4 separate regions of the Mus musculus genome follow, and all the other regions are linked to region 1. A link is a contact called in public Hi-C and HiChIP or PLAC-seq data. All regions are on one chromosome and are shown on one strand. The core of a region is the stretch at or near the end of the contact, and the rest is flanking DNA. Distances in the headings are between cores, read along the strand shown. Region 1 has its middle 36 kb from the start of Olfr267. Region 2 overlaps Musk (muscle, skeletal, receptor tyrosine kinase). Region 3 overlaps Musk (muscle, skeletal, receptor tyrosine kinase). Region 4 overlaps Lpar1 (lysophosphatidic acid receptor 1).

Region 1 (6,482 bases), core at 2,329-4,828:
AGTTAGAGCATCTGGAGTCCTGGATGGTCTGGAGACTGAGGGAAGAGATCACTTGAACCTTCTAGTGTATTCCTAGCCTGATGGAAAAGAGGGAGGGAGGGAGGGAGGGAGGGAGGGAGGGAGGGAGGGAGGGAGGGAGGGAGGGAAGGAGGGAGAGAGGGAGGGAGAGAGGGAGGGAGGGAGAAAGTTTGAACAAGGATTTATCAGAATTAACCAGTAATCCCTGTAGCAAATCATTTTTGTTCTGGACCTGGATCCCTGCTGCTACTTTTTGGTACCCACCATACCCAGCCTCAGCCTTTTCTCCTTCTGTGTCTTTAGAAGCCTATGCTCAGTCGCGAGAGCCACGCTACCACCTGCACATGACTTAAACTATCTGAAGGTTTGAAAACCCTGGGGAGATCTTGCCCATGACCAAATCTTCAAAGCCCAGCCTCTTGCCTGGACCTTGGATACCTTCCCCTCTAGGAGGTGATCTCTACCATTCCTCTGTGGGATACAGCAGAAGCTACAAATTTGCCTAAAATTGTACCCTTGCTTGGATATTGTCCTTCTAAGAGATCAGCTTACTCCTTTGTCTGTCTGTCTGGGGAACCCTAACTTCATATCTACCACTTATGCATAAGCTCAGATCTTCAGCTCCACACCTCCTTGTGCATAAACCAGTTCAGGGCAATCCCCAATTTTGTTTTGTTTTCTTTTGTCTGTTTTTAATCTCTGATTCTGAATGCAACAGTATATCCAGAATATATAAGAAGTATAATCTTATTTCTTCACAAGCACACACAACGTTCAGTATGTCTGGGAACCCCTTCTGTTTTAATGTGAAGTCCTTGGGTTCTGTTTGTTTGTAAACAATACTGAATTCCTGGCGGGCAGTCTGAAGTGGGCTTCTGCGCCGTGCGCGGCCATCAGTGTGCAACCCTGTACGCATCGCAGCATAAGGTGCACGCGTCACCAGTCAAAACTCAGTTTGGCATCACGTTATGGATGCGTGAAAATTCTATGCTTCTGAATGTGAGTGGATCCCCAGCCATTTCTAGAGACTGAATGTGGCCCTTACTGTTTCAGAGATAATGGGTCCTGTGTTTGGTGTTCAGACTACACGTCTCAAAGGGGATCTTTGTCTGCTTAGCATGGAAAAAACATTAGCTTCTGTATTTATTAGAAAGAGAACAGCAGCCCACACTCAGAAGAAACCACCCCTGATAGTGTTAAGTTACAACTGTTAAGTCAACCCGTAGGTTAGTGAGTTAGTAACCCAGGCCAGAGACATCGGGGCTGGGTGAGGGTGGGATAAACAGAGCCCATCGCGGTGGGGAAACATGGCAGCAGGAGGAGGAAGCAGAGATCTTACATCTTCAAGTGAAAGCATGAAGCAAAGAGATTGAACAGGGAGTGCAGTGAGACTATAAACACTACATAACGTCTAGGATCCAGGTCTGCTGAGATGGTTCAGCAGGCGGAGGCACTCGCTGCCTAGCCTGGCGACCTGAATTCTATCCCAAGGATCTACACAGTGGAAGGAGAGAGTTTAGTCCCACAAGTTGTCCTCTGACCACCCATGTGAATACTATGACATATGAACACCCCCTCACACAATAAAAACAAGTAAATGTGTGTGTGTGTGTGTGTGTGTGTGTGTGTGTGTGTGTGTGTGTGTGTGTATGTTCCAAAAAAGTAAGAGAAAACAAGCAATATTTGTCTCTCTGAGTTTGGCTTCAACTTTGCTTAATATGTTGATCTCCAGATTCATCCATTTTCTAACAAATGACATAATTTCTCTCTTTATGGATGAATAAAGACTTCTCTACTTTTTGATGGCAAAAGAGTATCCTGTTATATAAACCATAATGACGCTTGGGTTGGATCCATGGCTGGGCTGTTGTGTGTGGTGTTATAGTTAATTTGGGTGATCAGGCATCTCTTCAACAAACTGATTTCAAATCCTTTGGAAATAGGCGCAGAAGTAGGGTTGCTGGGTTACAGCAATTATTTCTTTACTCTTCTGAGGAACCTCCCTATAGTCCTCGAAAATGACTGGACTTCACAAAGTGGTTTGTTAAGCAACATGCATTTGAAGCACTGAGAAAATATAGGTCATACTTCTGTTATTTGGTTTATTCCTTTTGTTCAAACCATTCACAAAATGAATCAAAATGCTCTTCTGGGAACCTGGTATCCAGGTCAGTGGTAGAGTACATGCTGAGCACACACGTGGTCCTAAGTTCAAATCCCAACACTACTTATTGTTTAAGTTAAAAAAAAAACATTCTAGCATGCAACATTTATTGAAAATCATTTGAATTTATTTTGCATTCTGAATAGTAAATACACTTTTCTGTTGACACCATTATGCAAGAAATGTGTTTCCGCCTCAGGGTGATCTTAGAACATTTAACTACACAACTTTTATTGCAGCTCTCGTGTGTTGATGGTATGAAATTAGACGCAATGGGAGCACAGAACAGTCCTTTAGATACTTTGCCAACTTTGTCACTTTCGTGCATTTAATCTGTGTGAAGTGACCATGTTGAAGGTATTATTACTCTCATCAGGACGGAGCTGGGAGAATCAAATGCTTTGCCCAAGACAGCCCCAGGATTTGCAAACTCTGCAGTCAGGTGCAAGCCCCTGGTAAATCTGGTCTTCAGTGCAGAGCGAACGGACCTTGGGTCAAGGTCACAAATAACAACCATATAAGCAGCAAGCCTATAGACAATATGTGTTTTTAATAAATATTATACATGAAAATTAACGAGGACACATCATTTCTAAAATATTAAGTAACATAATTGAATGAAGTGTGTATACAAATAAAATTAAGTTTAAGAATATTTTGAGGTATAGCTTAAATAATCTTGAAAGCAGTTTCAATGCTAGGTTAAATTTGTCTATAGGAGAACTCAAATCTCCCTAATTCATAGTTTACATTTTCTATGGTATGCCGTGATCCTGGACAAAGCCTTGTGGCTGATTTGATGACAAAGCTGGACAGCAGGAGACTTGGAACCCGAATCCTCCTCAGCCCAACAGAGATTGGGCCCCAGCAAGACTGCGGTCAAGGGCTGAGCAGCACTGGGGCAGGTCACAAGGCGATCCCGGAGAACTTGTTCTATGAAGAAACACGTGACATCTAGCCACGAAGCTGTTGTTCTGTAACTTTTCAGCCTCGGCTCTAACCATTCCAAAACAGGAGCGGAAGAGCGGGTTCTGACTAAGCTGCAGAGAGATGGAATTTTAACCAGCCTCCTTGGGGATATTATGAGCATCTTACAGAAGGGGTCATATCCTGTTTCTTCCTCCGGTTGCTACAACTGTGGTTTGTATATTGGCTGTATCAACTAATGTGAATTTATAACCAAAAAAGAAAAAAAAACAGCCAAGAGAAATCCATACTCTTGCAAATGTACATTTCTCCTAACAGCAGGCACTGTTTTAATTCTGGTTAGGTTTGGTTTGGTTTTCTGTTATAGAAGAAAAAAACACACATTTTCATATCCTACTGTTATCACAGAAAGTAAAATACTGACATAAAGGAGTTTCGAATTCAACATTAGTATAAAACAGCAAACACACTAAGGGCCTTAATAACTACACAGTGCCCCCTAGTGTGAATATAAAAATTAGCATGAACCCCACCAAAATAATTGATCTCTCTGTTTCTCTCTGTCTCTCTCTGTCTGTCTCTGTCTCTGTCTGTCTCTCTCTCTCTCTCTGATATGTGTTATCAGATGCCCAAGGAGGATAGATAGAAATAGGTGTCAGAGCCCCCCGGTACTGTAGTTACTTCTAGTTGATTCAGTTGATTGTAGATGACCTTCTATAAGAACAGCAAGTGCTCTTAATGATAAGCCCATCTCCCCAGCACCTATTTACTCTTTTAAATTATAGGAACATTTATTTTTGTGTCAATTGACTTATATAAAACTTTATATTTAATTTATAATAAACTTCCCATAGGGTAGATGATCAGATTCAAATGAGAAGTAATATGAAGGCATATGAATGACTAGTAAGACACTCCAAAAAACAAATACACATTTCTAAGGGGAGAAGATAAGGGGACATAAGAGAGTAAGGAGAAGGAAATTCACGTTTCTTCACATTCTGTAACCCAGCTGGTCTGAAACTCAGCATTGGGTAAAGGTGACCTTGAATCTGAGATCTCCCTGACTCCCCCTCAAGAGTGCTGGGTCTTTTTATGCAACATTGGGAACTAAACTCAGAGCCTTGTTTATGCTAAGCAAGCAATCTACAGCTGAGCTCCATCTCCAGTCAGGAAATGAGCACCTAACACCTCTGGAACATAGCTGCTTTTTAAAAAGAGAGAGGAGGGGAGGATTTTCCAAGAGTTCAGGAAATATTAACTTGCAAAATTTTCCTGAGCCAATCATTTTGTAAATTTTCTCAAAGGAGAGCTCCCGTCATCAGAGTTGACCACCCACTGGCCACAGTCTTCCATGCTCTTTGGTGTTCTAGGCATTTCATGGTGCTTCTTTCCTCCTGAATTTTATGCTGGGGTCCGGACTTTGTCTTCTTTGCTCTGACCACTGAGAAGTGCTCTCCAGTACTACAGAAATGCAGGTACTCAGCAAAGCCAAAGGACCACTTAACAACATCCTGCCAGGCTTAAAGAGTTTCCCTAGCTGGACCCAAGATGGAGGGAGTCTCTGTCATGCATTTCTGCTCTTACGTCTTTGTTCTCTTCTTGTTTCACCAAGAATCTGTGTATACATCTGTACTGGCTAGTTTTGTGTCAACTTGACACAGGCTGGAGTTATCACAGAGAAAGGAGCTTCAGTTGGGGAAATGCCTCCATGAGATCCAGCTGTAAGGCATTTTCTCAATTAGTGATCAAGGAGGGAGGTCACCTTATGGGTGGGACCATCTCTGGGCTGGTAGTCTTGGGTTCTATAAGAGAGCAGGCTGAGCAAGCCAGGGGAGGCAAGCCAGTAAAGAACATCCCTTCATGGCCTCTGCATCAGCTCCTGCTCCCTGACCTGCTTGAGTTCTAGTCCTGACTTCTTTCAGTGATGAACAGCAGTGTGGAAGTGTAACCCTTTCCTCCCCAACTTGCTTCTTGGTCATGATGTTTTGTCCAGGAATAGAAACCCTGACTAAGACAACATCTTTTCTTCTTTTCTCAAACTCACTGCCCCAGTCTGGAGAATTCTTAGACTGGTCCTCAGTTTCCCTGAATTTCACCGTGACTCTTACATGAGAGATCACTAGAACCTCAGTTATATCAGAAGAGAAACCTGGCTATGATAAAATGAAGAAAATGCTCATATTTTGCACTGGCTATAAATTAGTGCCATAACCCACTGGATACTAGTTATACCCAATTCATCTATTGCTAAGACTTAATTCTGCTGATGTCCACTATGTAACTGATTGTTTATACTTCTTTTCCTATCTTGGTATCCTCAAAAGTTCAAGCCAAGCATGATGTCACTATATGATGTCACCTATATTCTCAGCACTGGAAAGGCTGAGGGAGGAGAATGATGAGTTCAAGAACTAACTTGCACAGTGAGACCCTATCTCAAATAAAAATTTTGATGACTCCTTGTATGTACTGATATTTTTTCAAAAACCAGCCACACTTGATTGTCGTATACGATATTTCATTTTCTAAAATTGAGAGGAGAAGAGCAATAATATTTTACCTTAATAAAATTAACTTTTACTTATATGTGTATGTGTTCCCTATAGTAAGACTATACAGGACAGCACTGAAAGGCATTCAACAGTTCTCAAGCCAACACAATGGTTTTATATTAAAAAAAAAAAATCCCTGCCACTCAGAGGTTAAGGCAAGGGGATCGCTTTGAGTTTAAAGCTAGTCTGACCTACAAAGCAGTATGAGACCCTGTCTCAAGAAAACAAGCAAAAGAAAACCAAACAAACGCTTGCATGTTTTGAATAAGTAAGACTTCTTGAAGCTGTTGTGCTTTCAGGGCTGGCTTTAGCAAAAGCAACAAGAATTAACACTTTGTTTTTGTTCCACTGGAGTAAACATGTGGAGAGATTCTAGACAGAAAGAACAAAGCTGTCACCCAAACATGGAAACACTGAGTAAGTAAGCATTACAGCTCAACTATTGGGCAAGTGGGCTTGCTCCAGAGGCATGGAAAACAACCTTAACACAGACTCAGTGTCAGATGGGGTAGCGTGAGCCACTTTCTGAGATACAACATCTTAAATTTATTCTAGATGGTGGTCTGGCATCATGGCACATGTCTATCATTCCAGAATTGGAGAGGCTGAAGCAGGAAGATCAGAAATTCAAGGCCAACTTGAGGTTACACCACAAGCCCTTGTCTCAAAAAATAAAACAAGTAACAAAAAAGATGCAGTTGCATATTTATTCAGTTAGGGAAACATCAGGTTATGAGAAAAGATGAAACACTTGTATGTGAAACACTTTATTTTATTTATAACTATCCTATTCCTAAGAGAGGGTCCTTCAAGCCCTC
Region 2 (6,482 bases), core at 2,658-5,157, 420 kb before region 1:
TTTGGAATCTTGTGCCATGGGATCGTTTGCTTGCTAAGAAAGGTCAGCACTTTCCCTTCGTGGCATTTGTTTCTTATTGGATTGTGCACAATGGCTGTGCTGCAGCTTAAGGTCCCCTTCTCACCAAGCATTGTTTTGTTTCTGTTTGTTGCCCGTGTTGGTGGTTTCCTCCTGTTCCTATTAACAGAAGACAGAGAACCTGAGCAGGACGCTAAAGGTATTTTCCCCTTCTCTCTGCCTTGCTGCTTCTTTTTAGATGCACAGTATACATACTTCCGTTGGCTTATTTTCCTGACCTTAAGTCCTATTATTTTGTCAAGAAATGGAAAGTGGCCCATAGGAGTAAGAAGTCACAGCATCAAACAGAGAACTTGAAGATGGGGCTGCTTTCCTGTAGATGCAGGTTACGGATCCATCAGAGTTCTCAGGAGAACATTGAATCTAGACAAGGATTACAATCACATATTCCAAATTCTAGATCCACAACATGAGATTAAAGAGAAAGAACAGACAAGAAAACTAACCCACCCGGGTCAGGACAGAAGGTTATTTGGGTGGGGGGGTAATTAAGATTTTGGAGACGTATTAAAAAATTCAGGGTGCTAATTTATGTTTGGTTACCAACATTTCAATGCAATGAGGAGTTTAGTGCATTTGCTCTAGATCAGTAAAAACTGAAGTGATTTTTATTTTAATTAACATGGAGATGTATATTTGTCTGGGACAGCCCTCATGGACGACAAGCCTCCCATCAGCGAAAGTAACTCCTCTCCCAGTAAAACTCATGTTCTTCGCAACCAAACTTTGGTGATCTGAGGCCAAAAGCCACAAGTCCTCAGGTCACACAGTTCGGTTCTAGGCTATCTTATGTGTCTTAGGCTACCATTGTTTTAAACAGTGCCTCCTTCTCATTTTATGGGACAAATAAAACCGATTAAGTACTTTAGACTCAAAATCCTCAGGGTCATATGTGCTTCAGTTTCCAGAGGTTTTCAGATTCTGGAATGGTTTGCCCAGACTTGACCAGCTGAACATCCCAAAGCTGAAGATCTGAAGTCTATCTATGAACCTTTGAGAGTCATGTTGGCACTCTTAATGAGTTTGGCCTTTTAAATTTTCAGACTAGGAAAACTGTATTAGTATTTATCTCATTGCCCTGACAAGCTAACAGGCAGAAGCAGCCTTACGAAGGAGAGCTTTCATTTGGCCCAGAGAGCCAAGGGATACAAACCAGTTTGGCAGGGAAGGCATAGGACTGCTACAACTCCATCTGCAGCTGCAAGGGTGTGAGGTGACAGACAGGCCTGTGCGTCACAGTGGATCAGGAAGCAGAGAGCCTGGACCAGTACCCCGAAATACATACAGTGCTCAAGGTCTGCTCCAACAACCCAGTTCTGTTAGCTAACCTTTTGTCCTAGAGAATTTATAACCCGGGCCAGAGAGATGGCTCAGTGGTTAAGAGCATCATTGCTTTTACAGAGGATCCTTCATTCACCCTGGGAGGCTCAACTGCCTTTAGCTCCAGCTCTGGGGGATCTGACATCTTACTCTGGACTCCTCAGCACCTGCACCTACATGTGCACACACTATGTGCATACTCCCCCACAATTAATGTACACATAATTAAAATGATAAAAAAAACCTCAAAGGAAAAAAAAAAAAAAAGAAAGAACCCCAAACCTCCCAAAGCAGCAGTACCAGTTGCAGACAAAGTGGCCAACCACATGAGCATGTGGAAGACATTTTAGATTTAAGCCACAGGAGAGGCCTAACCTGTATCTAAAATGTTTTCCTCTTTCTAGATACCAGGTTATTTACAATACCAATCAAGTAAAAGCATTCCACCTGGCAGTCTGGGTTAGTTTTAAGTCATCTCCCTTTCTCCTTTATTCCTGCCTGTCACTGATCCCTTGAAACCTTTATAAAGAATTCTCCAACGGAAGGTAGGAAATACTACAGAAGGAAAAGAGTAAGAGAAAGTAAAATATCTAAGCTCTCACTGTTCCTTTGAAATAACCATTCAGAAATAGAGAACTGGCCGAAATTTGAGAAATCTCTTGAACTGCCCTCTAACAAGAAGAGAGACCTGTCATTTCAGGAGTTGGCCTAGGTTTCCTGCTCCCTGCATTTCCCAAGATATTACAAGAACAATTATGATGGACATAGCTCCTGAACACGTACACCCTTTAAAATGGAAACCATAAGACCGGTTATAAATCTGAAAGCAATTTGGAAAATGAATGCGGCAGGTGTTCAGGGTGGGGATAGAAGAAGTATGCCTCTGTTTGTTATAAACTGTTTTGATGTAGGATTCCTGACCTTCAAATAGGGCTGCAAGTTTACCCAAGAGACATAAAGCCCAAAACATGTGAATAGATTCTGTAACAGAAAATCCTAAGGCTCAGCACTGGCCACGTCTTTTGTTCATAGTGCTGGTGAGTGCTGCCATACTCACCCATGGGAAGATTAGATCGTGTGAAATCAGATTACCTGTAGCAAGAGAAGTGTAACATCAAAATAGTTATAAAATCTCTCCGAATCACTAAATAATTTCAAACTCCTATTCAGCACTTTGCTTGCTTATATAACAAAAACATGTTTTCTTACATGAAAGTGAATTACAAAATAAAGACATTTGATGCGCGTTTCACTGGCTAGGAAGCAGATCTCACCGAGCTCCCCTGATCACTGAGCATCTCCCTGATGACGTAGGCTGCATTCTCCGCCTGTGGCTACCCACCGAAGCAATGGGATCTGCTATCCAACTATATCCAAGTTCATTCCTGCAGGGGATGAAGTTAGCCAGACTTTTATTTTTGGTTGCAGCTGCTGGGATTGTTGTGGACGGTTGTTAAGTGTTTGGAATTTCTCTCAGCCCACCTTCACCTTTCACATTTAAAACTGGAAACCAATACAGATGGGGAGCCACACACGAGCCTTATTGCTGATAAAGCTGGATCGAAGAAGGAAGCCTTCTCATCTAGCTAACAAGGAGACTAGCGTAACATGTGTTTGTCATGCTTGCCTCTCCAGCCTTTCCCATGACTCATCTTAATGTCTGGGTAGAGAAGTCCTGACCTGGTAACCTTTTGGTAAACTTCCACCCGCATATCAAGCTCTTTCCCTTCATAGAGGTATGATAGGCAAAAGAATGGTGGTCCAGCAGGGCTGACCTACACAAACTATAAATAACTTCTTTTGCCTTAGCTTACCAGAAAAGTCACCCACTCACTCTCCTACTCATCCACTTATTCATTTAACAAATACTTATGATTTCTTACCCTCTACCAGGCAGGGTACATCTAGCAATACACAGAGACCCACATATATAGGTCAGCCTGCAGTGATGGGCAAAGCCAAGCTAGACCTTGATAATGTTTGCATCCTAGGGAGAGGGACAGCCACAAAACAAATAAATAAAGGACCCACAGTTGTCAAGTGGTGCTAAGTGATATGTGAATATAACCAGAATGAGGGGCATGGAGGGCACAATGAAAACAAGACATTTCAATGGAACCCAAAGGTATGGAGTGTGCTTAGAACCTCCTTTGGGAGGAGGAAAAGTGAAAGGAAAGCTTGAAGATGTCTGTCACTACTGCAAAGGGAAGGCCGACTCTTGTCTTTTGGAGATAACTCAAGAGTGTGGGATAGGCTGGCTTCAGTGTAATCTCCGGTCATTTTCTTCTCTTAACACACTGCACTTAATGATGAAGTCCACTTTGGAGAGAACAACTATTTATTAGCAGTTTTATAGTCTCGGATACACCTATGTGGCCAATAGTACCCATCACGTGTGCCCAAACAGAGCCCCTAGAAAGCACTGGATCAGGCAGGATAGGGGATCCATGAAGTTCGACATCATGATGAGCTGTGCAAGAGCAGCTGGCTGACTTATTCACTATCTCACTTATGCTTAGCTGTGTTGTGCAATATAGACCATCAAGGGTTTCGCAATGTACCTAAGTGGCAATCCATATAATGCAATAGCTGCCAAAAGAAAAGAGAAATGCTGTAAATCAGAACGCAATAAACCCACCCTTGTTACTACATTTCCAAGAAGAATTTGAAGTTCTCGAATTAAAACATTTGCTTCTATAAATCAAAATAGGAGAAAGAATCTAGATTTCCTATTTTTTCCAGTTTGTTTTTATTGTCCTAGTTTTTATCCAAAAGGCCCTCGTTTCAAGTCCAAGGGCTCAGTCAAGCCATTCGAACACTGCTGTAACAAGACTGAAACCAACATGATCCAACTCCCAGTCTTACAAGGCCCACACTGTTCTCAGTGCTCAAAGGCAGTGAGCCCCATGTGCTTCCGATTACAGTGACTCAACTCCAAACCTGCAGTGCCAGCCCCTGCACACACTATTCCAGCCATGTGTTACAGATGTGTGGCATAGCCTAGATCTCCATTACTATCACCAGAAAACAAGAACAGTTATGTGGCTGACCCCTGCTAGAATGCCGGTCAGCCTGGGTTTGGCTGTCAAAAGAGAACAGCCTGTGAACTTGGATTCAGTGGGGAAAATAAGAATCCAAAGTGAGCACTTAGATGATATGGCCCTTAAATCTCTTTCAGAGCATAGCAGATTTCTTCCCTCTTTTTTCTGCATTCTGAGTTTGACAAACATGATCTCCAGGATATTGCTTCTTGTGTTCCTGAACTCTGATTTTTGTTGGGTGTTTAATTAGATACCAGGACCTTCTAAAGCCAGGTTATTGTTGTTATTTTTTAGATAACGTCATATGGTATGTAGTTCATGTTGACCTCAAGCTCCCATGTAGCTGAAGATGACCACTTGGACTCCAATTTTCCTGCCTTTATTTCCTCAATGCTGGGATTACAGACATGTCCTACTCCATGTGGTCTATGTGGTGCTAGGGACTGAACCCAGGGCTTTGTATAACTTAGGCAATCACTCTACCCAGGAAACTATACCTCTAGCCCTCAATTTTAGTTTTAAGAGACAGATTCAACTGCATGTTAACCATTCACTATATTAAAAGAAAAAAAAACTTAGTACTTTTTCAGCACTGTTGTCATTGAACATGACATTTTTATCACTTTTCTGTCCTCTCAACTTTGGGATACAACATTAACATATTTAAAGTGATTGACCCCAAATGGTGTTATAAATAACACATCTTAGAGTCCTCAATATCAAAAGATAGGAAGTCAAGTTAATTCAATTTTGCACCAACCAAAGATCCAGGTGTCAAGGGAGATAGGCACATTTGTATACCCTTGAGTGATGTGACCTTCTGAAGAGGTCAAAAGATAAAGGGACTGCTGAGGAGGTCCAGCCTCGCTGGGACTGTTTTGTCAATCTTCCCCCTTGTCCACATGAACTCTATGAATTTCATGAACCAGAAGAGCTAAGTCAAATTGCCATGACAACTAGGGTTTAGAATTCCTGTCATGTGTTGGGCTCGGGCCCTAGAAAACATCAGAAAAGAGCATAAAATATGTTGACAATAGGAAAACAAAAAGATTTCATAATAGCTTAAAAGCCTGTTGGACTTAACATCAGAAGGCATGAGACCAGGCTCATTACCATCACTGCTGTTACTCTGGGAAAGTAAATAAACTTAATGAGGATTCAGTTTCCACTGAATCAGAAAAGGAGGACAGAAATGTAGCTCATCTTCTGAACTGCGTTCTCCAATTCACTCTGAGTTTTCACCACTCTCTTTTTAATTCAGGATAGAACTGCTAAGCCTGAAGATTGATTTTTTTTTAAATTGGTGAAGATGTATAACCATAAGAAACGCAGGAGACTCAAACTCCTCCTCACACTTATCCTAAACGCTCCTCCCCCAACCCCATCATCTCATTCTTTGAAATGTGTGATATGTTTGAATTTGTTCTCAATACGAGAGAAAAGAGTTGAGGGTATAAACCAGTAATTATTTCTTTAGTTTGCTAAAATAGTGTCTTGGGTTTATTTTCATCATGAATTCTTCTGGGCACTCAATCCAGCAGGAAACAAAACAGACCAAGACATTCTAATGGGGCAGCTGAAGGACACATAAGTGGGAACTGACCAAGTATCAGATAGCAGTGAGTGTGTAACCATCATAAGATAGAAGGGCAAAGGTGATTGGGAGTTGTACTGTGTGATGGATGATTATGGCTCTAAGAAAATGTCCCTTAAAGTGAGACACGAGTTATACACATAAGGAACCCATCGCATTTAGATATGAGCATAAATGTTCTAGACTGGGTATTGACCAAGGTAAACTTCTATGTTGGAACTAAGCTCAGTGTGTCCTGGGGTGGTGACAAATGCAGGATCATAGCACTGAGAGCCTAGAGGGCAAGCATAGCAATACTGAAGGGGTGAGCATACTCAGGGCACACAGTGTGACTGGAGTTTTAAAGTCCTGCCTTGCTTAGCCAATCACTCATGCCCTTTGTTTTCCTAACAGTTTTTGCAAGAATCCTGCGTGCTCCTGAATCCCACAATGTCACCTTTGGTTCCTTT
Region 3 (6,482 bases), core at 2,150-4,649, 390 kb before region 1:
CCACAGCCTGCACAAGACTGCCATATTTAGGTAACAAAGAAGTTCCTCCAGACTTTGGAAGTTAAGGAAATGTTTACTGTTTCCAGTCAAGGAACGTTTGTACTTAAAGCACCTAACATTTTTAGGCTTTCTAGGCTGTTCTAATAATGTTTTTTGCTTTGCCATTTCTACACACATAATTGCAGAATCCTAATGCTCTCCTAATTGCATAGGCTTTCATAAAGACTCATTTCATTTGTTTTCAAATAAATCAAAGGGCACTTTTAACTGCTGCTTGGATCTTGCTTTATTTCATAGAGGAGCTTACAAGTGTAACATTTTCTGGAATGTATGTGAAAATGGCTAAGGAACATCTCATAGTTTGTCAGAGAAATGGCGTAATGGAAGAAATAATCCTCTTCCTTAGCCAACGATGCAGATTTTTTAAGCATGCAGAAATAAGCCACATGTTTGAAAACGCTGACCTCACAAAACACAACCCAGCCACTGCATGAGGACTGGTTTAGTTTCAAAGACGCACTCTTCACATTTGAATGCTTTTCTGTCGTTCATTTAAACGCTGAGAGAGAAAGCCACATTTCTTAGCTGTAGCTCACAGGGTCTAAGAGGTATCTTAACGCTTACTTAAAACCAATTTTTATCCTTTCCCCCTCAGATTATAAAAAAGAAAACATAACAAGTAAGTAATTTTGTTTGTGCCTCGGAAATTTGTGTCTGTAAGTGGATTCGTGCATGTATATTTACACTACACTTCCCTAAATCCAGAACACAGTGTACTAGGCGAGCATCATTAGCGCCCATGCACAAGTGTCAGAGCGCATCCACTCCCTTGGCTTCTAGCTTCTAAGTAGAACACAGAGAATGTGTGTAACACTCAGGGAATAGAACAAATACTATCTTCCACCTCAAGATGGTTGCCTGTTTTATATTTCATATGTTTGCAAAATCAGCCAAGCTTATATGTAGCCTTCTGATTCTGCAGTCACAATTTTATATTATGTAATTATTTTTGGATGGAAACAAATACTATTTTTTCCTCTATTGAGATGATTTGTGATCTTTATTTGTGACAAGTCTTTTTTTCTTTTTTTTTGAAAATAAGTGTACTGTTTTTTTTTTCTTCATCTTCTTTTGGTCCTTGAGTTATTATACACAAATTCTATATTAATTATAGAACCTCTTATTATTTGACCAAAGGGGGAAAATGAAAAGGACAACGAATCACCTATATTCCCACTTTTCAAAGTATTTTGTTTTAACTCTAAAATTGATCATTCTACTAGTAACAGAGGAAAGTTCTTAGTATGTCATTGGAATCTCAGTTTCTGGTTGTGTCTTAATATGGCATAGGAATCTCATTTTTGACTGTGCACATTTATAAGTAGCTTTTTGAGAGTTTTATACAGAGTTTGATCCTCTGTACCCCTCTACTCAACATTTCCCAGAACAAGCTCCTTTCTTTACCCACCCACCTTTGTGTCCTTTAAAAATGAAAACCTTCAAGACCAACCTGTGCCATTGTCTTTATCTGAAGAACTGGAATTTTCCGATCCTTCTTTGAAGGTGCTCAAATAAACTTGGGATTTGGGTGGCCATGAGGAGCAAGTTCATGGCCAGTTCAGTACCAGACAAGCATTCCACATCTGAGCCACGTCCTCAATGCTGGATGTGTTTGGTTATGGTCTCACTAAGTAGCTCAGGATGGCCTCAAACGTTTTGGCTTTGGTTCTGGAATTCTGAGATCGCAGATGTGTGCCACCATGCACTGGCTCAGAGTGATTGTCTGTTCAGTCCTGCACATTGACATCAGCTGGAAAGCTTAAAACAGTGTGGCTGCCTGGGTCCCCCACATACACATCCTGGTGTGTTTGGTGTGGTGTGCAATCAGGATTTGAGATTCCTTTTAACTTTTTTAAAATTGACACATAAAATTGGACATATCTGAGGAGTATTGTACCATGTTTTAATATCCTGCGGAATATTCAAATTCAGATAAGCCTGTCTCCTAGGTACCTACTTATCACTTCTTTGAGGTAAAAAGACTCCAAATCCTTTCTCCCAAGCTATCTGTACTATACAATACTCTCCTTTGAGTGTCTTAAGGTTTTCATTGCTGTGAAGAGACACCATGACCACAGCCATTCTTACAAAGGGAACATTTAAACTGGGGCTGGCTTACAGTTTCAGAGGTTTTGTTCATTATCATCGTGGTGGGGAAAAGGTGATATGCAGGCTGATGTGGTGCTGAAGAAGGAGCTGAGAGTTCTACCACTGGCAGCAGGAGGAGACTGTGTACCATACTGGGCATAGCTTGAGTGTAGAAGACCACAAAACCTACCCCCACAGTGACACACTTCCTCCAACCCACTTCAATAAGGCCACACCTCCTAATATACCACTCTCTATGGGCCAAGCATTCAAACACATCAGACCACGGAGGCCATTTCCATTCATACCACCACAGTTGGGTTTTATTGTTGTTGCTTCAGGATACCCTATTTTCAGTATAATACTTGCAACATTAAACCAAATGATTTTAAAAGGGTCATCAGAAGAGCCAGAAAAACAGCTCAAAGGGTAAATCCTGATGGATCAATCCCTGGGACCCACAGGAAGAAGGAGAGAAATAGCTCCTACAAGTTGAAATACTGAGCAACACAAACTAGCCACAGATACTAATTTCCTAGTCTTTGGAAAACAATTTTATGAGATTTTTGATAGATTTGAGAAAATTAGCTCCAAATGTTGTCAAGGGATTGCTTTTTCTGCATGTAGGTGGGTTCTGTCTATGCTCTCTGAGTTAAAAGCAAGCAGTCATCTCTGTTATCGTAATCTAGCAACGTGTCCTTATTACACACAGCAACTTGTGCTCTATGGAATATAGTGAGTCCTCAAATAGTCCTTGCTTTATGGTTTTTTTAAAGATCTTTTTACATTTAGTGTGTGTGTGTGTGTGTGTGTGTGTGTGTGTGTGTGTGTGTGTGTGTGTGTTCACATGCATCCACAGGTCAGAGGACAAATTATGAGAGTCAGTTCTACTATATGAGTCCTGGGAATCAAACTCAGTGCACCAGGCTCAACTGTGAACATCTGACCCACTGAGCCATCTTGATGGTCCTGCTTTTTGATTTCTTAATAAATTCCAAAAATCATTTCTAGTTCACAAGGGGGGTGCATTAGAGCGGTTTTTTTTAAAAATCCTTCTTTATCTTTGTCTTATCATCTTCTTGCTCAAACATGGGAACTAGGGTTTCAGTAGTTTCTGGGTTTGTTTTACTTTGCTGAAGTGAAATATCTCCTTGAACACGTCATGACTGTAAGATATTTACATTACTCTGTGCTGAGCATACTGTTGGTCTCTTCTGTGGGATGTCACATACCTTCCAGGCACAGTCAGCAGGGAACATGCCCTCTGTTTCAAAACCTTTGAAGAAGAGAAGTGCAGTCTGGCTTATTCTGGTCATGGAGAACTACACTCCATCCATTTTCTTGTCCCTTCCAACTTTCTCATCACTCAAGAACCTGGGGAGTGAATGACCGTGTGCCAAATCCTGACAAACCGATTAGTATGGTGGGTATACAGTCTCTCCTAAGCCCCCCACGGCCCTATAAGAGTGTGTGCCATGACCATGCTCCACTCCACATCCTAGTCAATGTGAGAAACAGGTCAACTGGCTTGTCCCACATGACCTGTCTAGTGTTGGGGAAAGCCAATATTCAAGCCCCAGTTTGTCTGATTAGGGCTACATCACCAAAGTCTAATTTTTACATCGTTTTAGCTTACGCTTCTCTATTACCTTCTTTTAAAAAAAATAAGTATTTATTCACTTTACAGCCCAGTATCAGCCCTTCCTCTCCTCCCAGTACCTCCTCACAAAAGTTCTCCCCCCATTCCACCTTTTCCCTCTTTAAGTGTCCCTCTGAGTGTCGCTCCCCCCTCCACGCACAAGTCGCTGCAGGACGAGGTGGATCCTCTCCCACTGAGGGCAGACAAGGTGGACAATTTAGGGGAATGGCATTCGCAGGTAGGCGAACAGGCAGCAGACTCAGAGATATCCCCTGCTTCTGTTGTTGGGGGACCCGCGTGAAGACCAAGCTGCTTATCTGCTACATATGTGCAGAGGGTTTAGGTCCAGCCTGTGCTAGCTCTTTGGCTGGTGGTTCAGTCTCTGGGAGCCCCTAAGGTCCAGGTCAGTTAACACTGTCCTCTTCATGTCCATCAATCCTTCTCTCAATTCTTCTCTAAGACCCCCCGCAGCTCCATCTAATGCTTGAGTGTGAGTCTTTGCATGTCTTTCCACTGGCTGCTGGATGGAGCCTCTCAGAGGACAGTTATGCTGGGTTCCTGTCTGCAAGCATAACTGAGTATAATTAATAGTATCAGGGCTCTTGCCCATGGAATGGGTCTCAATTTGGGGCAGTCTTGGTTGGCCATTCCTTTAGTCTCTGCTCTTTGTCACTGCACATCTTGTAGGCAAGAAACATTTTGGGTTGAAGACATTTGTCTATGTTCATAGCAGCTTTATTTGTAATAGCCAGAAACTGGAAACAATGTAGATGTCTCTCAACTGGAGAATGGATACAGAAAATGTGCTACATCTACATAATGGAATACTATTCAGCTACTAAAAACAAGGGCATCATGAATTTCTTAGGCAAATGTATAGAACTAGAAAATATGATCCTGAACAAGGTAACCCAGATTCAAAAGGACATGCATAGCATGTATTCACTTATAAGTGGATATTAGCCATAAAGTACAGGATAACCACACTATAATCAACAGACCCTTAGAGCCCAAATAACCAGGAGGGCCCAAGGGAGGATGCTTGAATCTTTCTCAGAAGGGGAAACAAAATAGATATGAGAGGTCTATGGAAGGAAAGAACTGGGTGGTAGAGGGGATGGGGAGGGAAGTGAGGCAGGGGAAATTATATATATATATATATATATATATATATATATATATATATATATATATATATATATATATATAGAGAGAGAGAGAGAGAGAGAGAGAGAGAGAGAGAGAGAGAGAGCAAGGGAGAGAGAAGGGGGATTGGCAGTGGGAGAGCAATCTCTAGGACTTACCAGAGACCTGGGATGGGGAGAGGCCCCAGAAGATCTATTGGGGTGACTCTAGCTGAGACTCCTGGCCGTGGGGGATATGGACCCTGAAGTGGCCACCTCCTGTACCCAGGCAGGACTCCCAGTGAAGGGATATTATCTTCTTTTTAAATTTCCAAGACATCACATGTAAAGCTTGCCTGATTGTTGTAACAGATTCATTCTAAAAGAGATGCCCATCGCTTCTCCCATGGTTAGGAGGGATTCTGCAGAAGCTCCTGTAGATAAAAATGTTTCTATTTTTCCATCATCCAGATAACTTGACAAGCTTTTAATCGCCATTTAGATCAATGTATAATTTGCTTCTAAAATTCAGATTCCATAATAGTTAGCTACTATTTGGGGGCATAAATGAAGTGAGAGAAGGAGGGAAGAGGGAAGGGAGGGAAGGAGGGAGGGTTTGTAATGAATTAATATTTTAATCATTTGAAATGCTGATTTGGATCCATCTTGCAGAGATGGGAAAGCTAGAAATGCAGATTTGGAAGCAATTGACTCTCTTCTGCCGTGTCTCTGCAGGCTTTCCCAACTAAAATTCATTCCATTAACTGTGAGAACGTTCTGCCCATGTTGAACTAAACTTGGTCATTATAGCTCTAATAGCTGGTTTTAGTTTAGTTTAGTTTTTGTTGTTGTTGTTGTTGTTGTTGGCTTTTGTTTGTTTGTTTGTTTGTTTGTTTTTGGTTTGGTTTTTCCCATTCCTCTTGTTCACCCTTTGTAGCACAGACTTTAAAACTATCTGGAGATGCATGTCCCATCTCCTTGTAGTTTCTTCCTCTTTATATTAAACATCCCCAATTCCCAACTTTTTCTGTGAGGTGAGTTCCAAGGCCCTTGCCTTCCTGTTCACCCTACACTGGCAGTAGGGGGCATGGAGGATGTTCAGAACTGAGTGCAGTAGACAGATCGTGATATATGAAGACCTAGAATGCAGCCATTCGCTGGGATGAAGGCTCCTTCTTGCATTAATGTGGAGTAAACCCATGACGCCTGCCTAACTGCCTCTCTCTGTGGGCTTGGGGAGGTGGCTCAGATAGTAGAGGGCTAGTTGTGCAAGCCCAACGATGTGAGTTCAATCCCTAGCACATTCGTAAAAGGGAAGAGTGATGGCCTTCACTCTTAACCCTAGTGCTGGAGAGGCAGAGATGGGGGGTCCTAGGTAGGACTCAGTTTTTACTTATTTTGAGCTAGTTCTTCTGCTGTTCTACAAAAGTCAGATTCTAGCTTTTCCTTCACACTCTCACTCTGCCCACCACAGAGCCTTTAGAACCCCCAGTGAGAGAGCCTCAGAACAAGTTGACCATCTTGTCCTTTGTTTCCCTGGTGCTATTGAAGAATGACTATCTCTCTTAATT
Region 4 (6,482 bases), core at 2,292-4,791, 280 kb before region 1:
CTCCTGCATCAGTTCCTGCTTCCTGCCCTGCTTGAGTTCCAGTCCTGACTTCCTTTGGTGATGAACAGCAATGTGGAAAGTGTAAGCTGAATAAACCCTTTCCTCCCCAACTTGCTTCTTGGTCTTGATGTTTTATACAGGAATAGAAACCCTGACTAAGACACTTACAAACTGATTTAACATTTTAAATGAAACTGGGAAGTATTTTCGGAGGTCAAGGGACACCGAAATTATTAAGCAATAAGAACACTAAACTGACATGGAATGGGAGCGCATTCCAGGCAGTAAGTCTTTGCGTCTGCCTGGGAAGACAGTTCAGCAGAGGCTCTTCCAGCTGAGCTGCTCATCAGCTCCCAGCAAGCTCTCAGAGTCTCTGAACTTCTGACAGTGCCATGGTCCAGCCCAAGGAAACACATTTCAGGAAGCTGCAGAAGCAAGTCTGGTCCCTCCTGCAGGGTGAGTCTCCTCACGGTATGATGGCTGTCTACCACAGCAAGGGATAAGATGGGAGTCCAGGTTTCCATGAAGAAATCCAGCCACTGGCCGAAAGCACTGAGTTATGTGTTTTGTGCTGACGTCCTTGGCATCTCATCACTCACTGATCTCCTTTAGCCTCTTAAGGTTCTGCCCTACTGCTCATTTGAACGACAAGGAAACTGAAACCTTAAGGAAGTGAATACAGTGCCCAAGTTGGCTCCCCTGATATCCAGTAACTGTGGGTGAGGATTAGGACCCAGGTAGTAATAGTTCACTACTGCCGTGCTATAACACGCTCAAGCGTTAGGTGTCTGGGTTTTGGAAGTTCATTCTCTGCTTTGTGCAGAGGTTGAGGGCATGGTCTCTCAGAACCTGTCCCTCCCCATATCTGCCACTTGCTGCCTTGCCTCCTTGCTGAGATAGACTCTTATTCCTCTGTCACAATAAGCCAAAATAAACTCTTATACAATGATATCTGTTCTGCTATTGTATCACAGCAACAGAAAAGTAACTGATACAGAGATAGACGTATGTGTATAAATATGTGTAAGGTATATGTATATCTCCATCTATCTGAAACATAATCCTCTCTTTCTCTCTTTCTCTCTACATATGCATATTATAATACCCACATACATATAGATCACAAACACATATTCTAGGTATACACACACACACACTACACCTATATAAACTCTATATATAATGGCTACTATAGAGAAAAATCAAGCCCGGCTTTCAAAAAGGATACAAATACCATAATTCTTACAGTTCCACACCAACACCAAACTTAAGATTCTGTACTCATTGGTAAAATCCGTGGTATAAGATAACATAATGAATAACTGGACACGTAAAATAAAACTAATAGGTTGAATGCATATACAACGCCTCTGGTTCTAAGAGATCAGGAAACCATCGGTCATCATCCCATCAGACTGTAAAAGATCTTCGATTGCTCCAAAGAAGAAGCATTCTGGGAAAACAGTTTCAACCAACTGCAGCAGCACAGAGGTGGTGCCTTCATGTCTGTGAGTCAGAAGGAGAAGGTCATGTTTAATGTGTGCCAGACACTACTCTAAGCATTTGAACATATCTCATTGCATTTCCCCATTTCTCAGCAAAGTGCTATGGTGGGTTATAATGATATATAATATAATGAGAAATGTTTCCAACAGGCCCGTGTATTTGAACACTTAGTCACCACCAAGTTCATGATGCTGTTTGAGAATATTGAGGTGGAGCCTTGCTGGAGGAAGCATGTCCCTGCGGGTGGGCTTTGGGGGCTTACAGCCTGTCCCCACTCTCTGTCCCTCCTCCCTCTCTCCTGACTCCACCCCCTCTCTGATTCCTGACTGCAATGAGATCAGGCAGTTTCCTACTACCAGGCCTCCTTCCCTCATTAACACCATGCCTCCGCTTCTGTGATGACTTTATCCCTCTGTAACTGTGAGCAGAAACAAACCTTTCCTTTCCTGTGTTGCTTTCTGTCAGGGCATTTTGTCACAGCAACAGAAAAATAACTAATTCAGTTATTAGTTATTGCCTTCTGTGATTAGAAGGGCAACAGAAACTCTAGGAAGATCAGATACAGTACCTGTCAGAGGGTTAGTGTGTCAATATAATTGAGACTTTAAATCCAAGTGTATGTGGGTCCAATCTCAAACTCTACACCATGTTGATCCAAGAAAATCAAAGAGGATGGCCCACTCCTTATATAGCCTGGGAAGAAGTAAACAGCCAGTGTCCCCTTCTCAACAAAGTTCCCAGGCAGAGATATATAACTGTTACTGGCTTAATTTAAAAAGGGGGGCATTGTGTTCTATCTCTTCCCGAGAGAAATAAAAGACTTTCAGAGAAATTCCCATGCCTCTAGGAGATTCTGTAACTTCTGAAGGTATTGCTGTAACCACTGAGTTGTATGTGACACACTTTCCTGAGGTGTCATAACTGGAGTGGTCATTTCAAATACTTTTGAGATCAACCTTCCTGTATGAAAATATGAGTTTGCATTGAAAGGAGTTGTTCGGGACTTAAGAATTTTATCTGTTTTGAGCCTTGTCCAGAAACTCTTCTTTCCATTTCTCTCCCCATCCTGTCTCTGTCTCTGTCTGTCTGTCTGTCTGTCTGTCTGTCTCTGAGTCTCTCTGTCTCTCTGTCTCTCTCTCTCTCAAAGCAGGTATGCAAACTGATATGCCTGGGACTGTCACAGGTACTCAATAGTTAAATGGAACCAAAAAAAACAATAGTGCCAATTTTTCTGGAAAAAGTAAAAAGTAGAATTTTTAAGTTGAAAAAAAAAAAAGTTGAATACCAGGCCATTTAAACCAAAGCTAGAGACTGGTGGCCCTGTCAGACTTGTGTGACTGACATATTCATGTCTGGGTGCCAACACAAAGACTCCACTACAGTAGGTCTGGGCAGAGACCCAGTACCCTTTAACAAGCATCCCGGTGACTCAGACGCAGGTGGTCCTTGGATCACACTTGGCAAAACCTTGATGTAGTGCAAGCCATCATGGAGTAGACAGGAAGTCGTCATGAAGGTTAAATGGACGATCTAACATCACTCCCCAGCAGGCGAAGAGCCTGGAGCTAGAATAGTTAGCATGTTTCTCACACCACGTGCCAAACGTTTTTAAAATTTTGGGTCACTGCCCTATATACTGTAAACTGTATATGAGCAGCTGCAAAAGTGCCCATCTTTGACACCCAGACAGCATCTCCTATAAAAAGACCATCCTTCCTGACCATCACACATGATCATTAGGGAAGTAGTTCCTATGTTTGGCTGATAACAGGACTGAATTTCAAAGAGATTAAGATTCTTGCTCAAAATTACCCTTGATAGTTTTGGGGGTTTTTGTTTAGTTTTGTTTTGTTTTGTTTGTTTGTTTGTTTGTTTTTGATGACACAAAGTTGGGTGGGTAAGGAAGGGGGTGAATCTGGGAGGCATGGGGGGGTGAGTGTAATAAAAACACATTGTAGGAAATTCTCAACTAAAGTAAAAGGGGAAGGGTTCTTGCTCAGAACCTTACCCATGTATGACAAAGTATGAGTCACTGAGTTCCAAAGACCAGTGAGTCCTTCGTGAGACCCGTCATCACCAATGTATGGTTTCAGAAACTCCCCTAAGACTAAAAATAAAACTTAACATTTGGTAGGGAAAAAATTAAAATAAAGCTGAAATTGAGCAAATGCCACACAATTTAGTATAATTTATATCAAAAATTAAATAAAAATAAAAATTCATAACAGTAAATGATTTAGTTGTGAAAATTTATATCAGAATGAATAAAAGTTTAAACATTGTCTTTGTATAACTTATTCGAGAAGATTTAACACCAAAAATTTCCTCAGTTCCATCAGAAAGGGTGACAGACTGAGAATGTTCTAAGTGTGGCTATGTGTTAAACTACTGAAAAGACGGAAGCCAACTTACAAAACACAGTGCAGAAAATAACCCCAACAAAATTCAATTACACGTGGATCAGCATTCAAATAGTCACACTTATGAAGATAGGGGAAAACCCTGTCATCAGCATCTAATTAAAACAGTGAGCCAAATTATTACACAACCAGATAAGCCATTCAGGATGTAACTACATATATGACTCATACATGTGGTCATACATAAATGACCACAGGAGAGTCAATAGTTGCCAAGGGACAGTACTGCCACTCTGTAACAGCAGCCACACAGTCTCACAGTATGCTACTGACTGAGCATAGCATATACATGGAAAAATATTTTCTGCTCCCATTTCCAACTTTAGTATGTACTGCTTCATGTGCAGACACATTAGTGACAGACTTCTTGCTCCAGAAGTGGTAAAATCCAGGTTGAACTAAATAAAATACTAGAAAATTCCAGTACAGAATGCCATCGGTCTTAGCACAGTACCACATCTGCACAATAATCTACAACACAACTGATTAATCACACCTTCTACTTCATTACCCATTTTAATAGCCATGCTCAGTCATTAGTGTTGTAAAGACTATGGGATAGATGCATAGTAGTGTTGATAGAAAGAATAGAAAGTGTTGGCAATGAAAATAATCTCTCCCCTTTACTAAAGGAGATAAAGATAGGGCTTCATCTCCACAACTATTTGGCTATTCAATAACACACACACACACACACACACATACACACACATCACACACCTAGATATACAACAAACACACCACACACATACACATACATACACACACATACATGTGCACTTACACTCTATACACACCGCACATACACATCACACACAACAAACACATACAACACACACATACATGTGCACTTACACTCTATACACACTGCACATACACATCACACACATGCATACACAACAAACACATACAACACACATATACAACACACACACACACACACACACACACACACACACACTTTACAGGATGTCTATGGCTTCTCCCATTTTTGTTCAGAACCCCCTGACTACAGTGTGCCTTTCCTTTGGAACCAGGTCTGCACATAAAAGGCCCAGGCTGCACACCATGGGCTCAGCAAGGTCAGCTGGGCAAATCCCTTCACTACAAAATGGTGACTCATTATCTACAGCAAAACGCTTTGTTCCTGACTCTCTTCTGTGTGCCCTTTAAGGCTCAGCTCCTTTACACCTAATTTTACTTTCCTAAAGGGGGAAAAATAACTCTGGTAAGTGAATTCACACTTGCCACATAAAGAGAAGCTTTCTGAAGCACAGAAACGCCCATTTAGAATGAACTCATGGAAACCCTACTTAAAATGCAGTGTTCCTTATGTCAACAAAAGTCTACTTAGGCAGGATAAATAGGTGAAGCCATGAATTTCCAGTCTCCTGATGCCAAATTCAATCCCACTTCTTCAAAAAGACCCTGTTATTGCTGCGTCACCCTGTGAGAACTTCATATTTGCTTTGGATCACTCTGATATGTCCTCTATTGATGAAGGAGATGTGCCAGGGTTTAAGTAAGGCTGTGACCACATTCAGTCTAGACTCTATCATCTTCGAGCAAATACATGAATAAAAAGCCTCTCAGAGGCACAGGCTGTAGTTTAGACCACAAAGAGAAACTACCAAAGTTGTAAGAAAAACAAGAAAACAACTTTACTAGCTTAGCATGGCAGCTCTCAGGCAGAAGCAGGACAGTCATGAGTTCAAGGTCAACCTGCACTACATGGCAAATTCCAAGCCACTTTGAATTGTGGCATAAGACCCTATCTCAAAAGAGTAAAAAAATAAGTCTTTGTTTATGGGGAAAAAATGTAGTTTAAATGCTTCTTTACATATAGTAGGACAAAGAATATGTAAAAGAAGACAATAATTCCATTTTGACCTGGAAGTGTGCAAAATTATTTGTTTACCAGCAGGTGAATGCTTAATTTCTAAGAAGCAATCATAAAGTTTTTAATTAGAAAAGATCATTTATTTATTTCCAGAAAACATCAAATAAAAAGGAGAAATAGTAATAAGTATATTAGTTATTTTTCTGTGGCTATGATAAAATACCATGACCAAAGCAACTCACGGAAGAAAGTTTATTTTTGTTTATAGATGCAGACGAAGGGTTCATAAGGGCAGGTGAAGCAAGAAGCTGAGAACTCATGTCTTCAACAAAAGCTCAAAGCAAAGATCAAACTACATGCATGTATCTCTGTTTCTGTATTTTGTAAGGGTATGAAATCTGAAAGGCCACTCCCAGTGACTTCGTCTTCTCCAGCAAGTTTGCACCATTTCCCCAGACAGCACTACCAACTCAGGACCAAGCATTAAATATATGAACCTATGGGGTATATTTCTCATTGAAACCACCACAGTAAGTGAACCACTTTCTGGGCTTAAATTTATCTCCAAGATTCTATGGAAAATATACTCAACAGAATAAGTTATCTAAAATGTGTTATTTCCTATGTGTGTCAAGGTTGCTATATAAAATACCCAATGCAATTCCACTAAATTGGATATCTAATTGAACTTAAACAAATGAATAGCAAATGTTGCC

What was found. HiChIP or PLAC-seq counts read pairs in DNA pulled down with a chosen protein or histone mark. Hi-C and Micro-C count contacts between places; a contact is called where the count stands out from the background.
Region 2: a Hi-C map of uterus shows a contact between it and region 1, with 4 times the contacts expected there. The contact joins two enhancer-like sites. A contact is called at or near these places in 2 of 15 datasets of contacts at CTCF or cohesin (both in the NIH/3T3 cell line), 4 of 484 Hi-C or Micro-C datasets (bone marrow-derived macrophages, nephron progenitors and uterus), 6 of 115 datasets of contacts at active chromatin or transcription factors (the NIH/3T3 cell line, acute myeloid leukemia, embryonic fibroblasts and 2 more) and 1 of 9 other capture datasets (embryonic stem cells).
Region 3: a CTCF HiChIP or PLAC-seq map of the NIH/3T3 cell line shows a contact between it and region 1, with 6 read pairs. The contact joins two enhancer-like sites. A contact is called at or near these places in 2 of 15 datasets of contacts at CTCF or cohesin (the NIH/3T3 cell line and large pre-B cells), 4 of 484 Hi-C or Micro-C datasets (bone marrow-derived macrophages, cortical neurons, muscle stem cells and 1 more) and 3 of 115 datasets of contacts at active chromatin or transcription factors (the NIH/3T3 cell line, embryonic stem cells and large pre-B cells).
Region 4: a contact with region 1 is called in an SMC1A HiChIP or PLAC-seq map of the NIH/3T3 cell line, with 6 times the contacts expected there. The contact joins two enhancer-like sites. A contact is called at or near these places in 2 of 15 datasets of contacts at CTCF or cohesin (both in the NIH/3T3 cell line), 5 of 484 Hi-C or Micro-C datasets (cerebral cortex, cortical neurons, embryonic fibroblasts and 1 more) and 5 of 115 datasets of contacts at active chromatin or transcription factors (the NIH/3T3 cell line, embryonic fibroblasts, embryonic stem cells and 1 more).

The regions. Positions count from the first base shown.
Region 1 is chr4:58,746,108-58,752,589 of GRCm38.p6, forward strand. No RefSeq gene overlaps it. Among named protein-coding and RNA genes, the nearest start is that of Olfr267, 36 kb to the right of the region's middle. Within about 2 kb of position 3,579, at least 67 of the 459 cell types and tissues checked have an H3K27ac peak or open chromatin away from gene starts, as enhancers often do. A contact at or near this core is called in the NIH/3T3 cell line, embryonic fibroblasts, fibro-adipogenic progenitors and 1 more, where this site is marked.
Region 2 is chr4:58,327,139-58,333,620 of GRCm38.p6, forward strand. It overlaps Musk (muscle, skeletal, receptor tyrosine kinase), which reads left to right. Exons shown (of 15, transcript NM_001037129.1): 6 at 188-217; 7 at 6,427-6,482. Among named protein-coding and RNA genes, the nearest start is that of Musk, 44 kb to the left of the region's middle. Within about 2 kb of position 3,908, at least 55 of the 459 cell types and tissues checked have an H3K27ac peak or open chromatin away from gene starts, as enhancers often do. A contact at or near this core is called in the NIH/3T3 cell line, fibro-adipogenic progenitors and uterus, where this site is marked.
Region 3 is chr4:58,355,827-58,362,308 of GRCm38.p6, forward strand. It overlaps Musk (muscle, skeletal, receptor tyrosine kinase), which reads left to right. Exons shown (of 15, transcript NM_001037129.1): 11 at 1-30. Among named protein-coding and RNA genes, the nearest start is that of Musk, 73 kb to the left of the region's middle. Within about 2 kb of position 3,400, at least 8 of the 459 cell types and tissues checked have an H3K27ac peak or open chromatin away from gene starts, as enhancers often do. A contact at or near this core is called in the NIH/3T3 cell line, where this site is marked.
Region 4 is chr4:58,466,315-58,472,796 of GRCm38.p6, forward strand. All of the region lies in intron 3 of Lpar1 (lysophosphatidic acid receptor 1), which reads right to left. Among named protein-coding and RNA genes, the nearest start is that of Mir3095, 28 kb to the left of the region's middle. Within about 2 kb of position 3,542, at least 51 of the 459 cell types and tissues checked have an H3K27ac peak or open chromatin away from gene starts, as enhancers often do. A contact at or near this core is called in the NIH/3T3 cell line and embryonic fibroblasts, where this site is marked.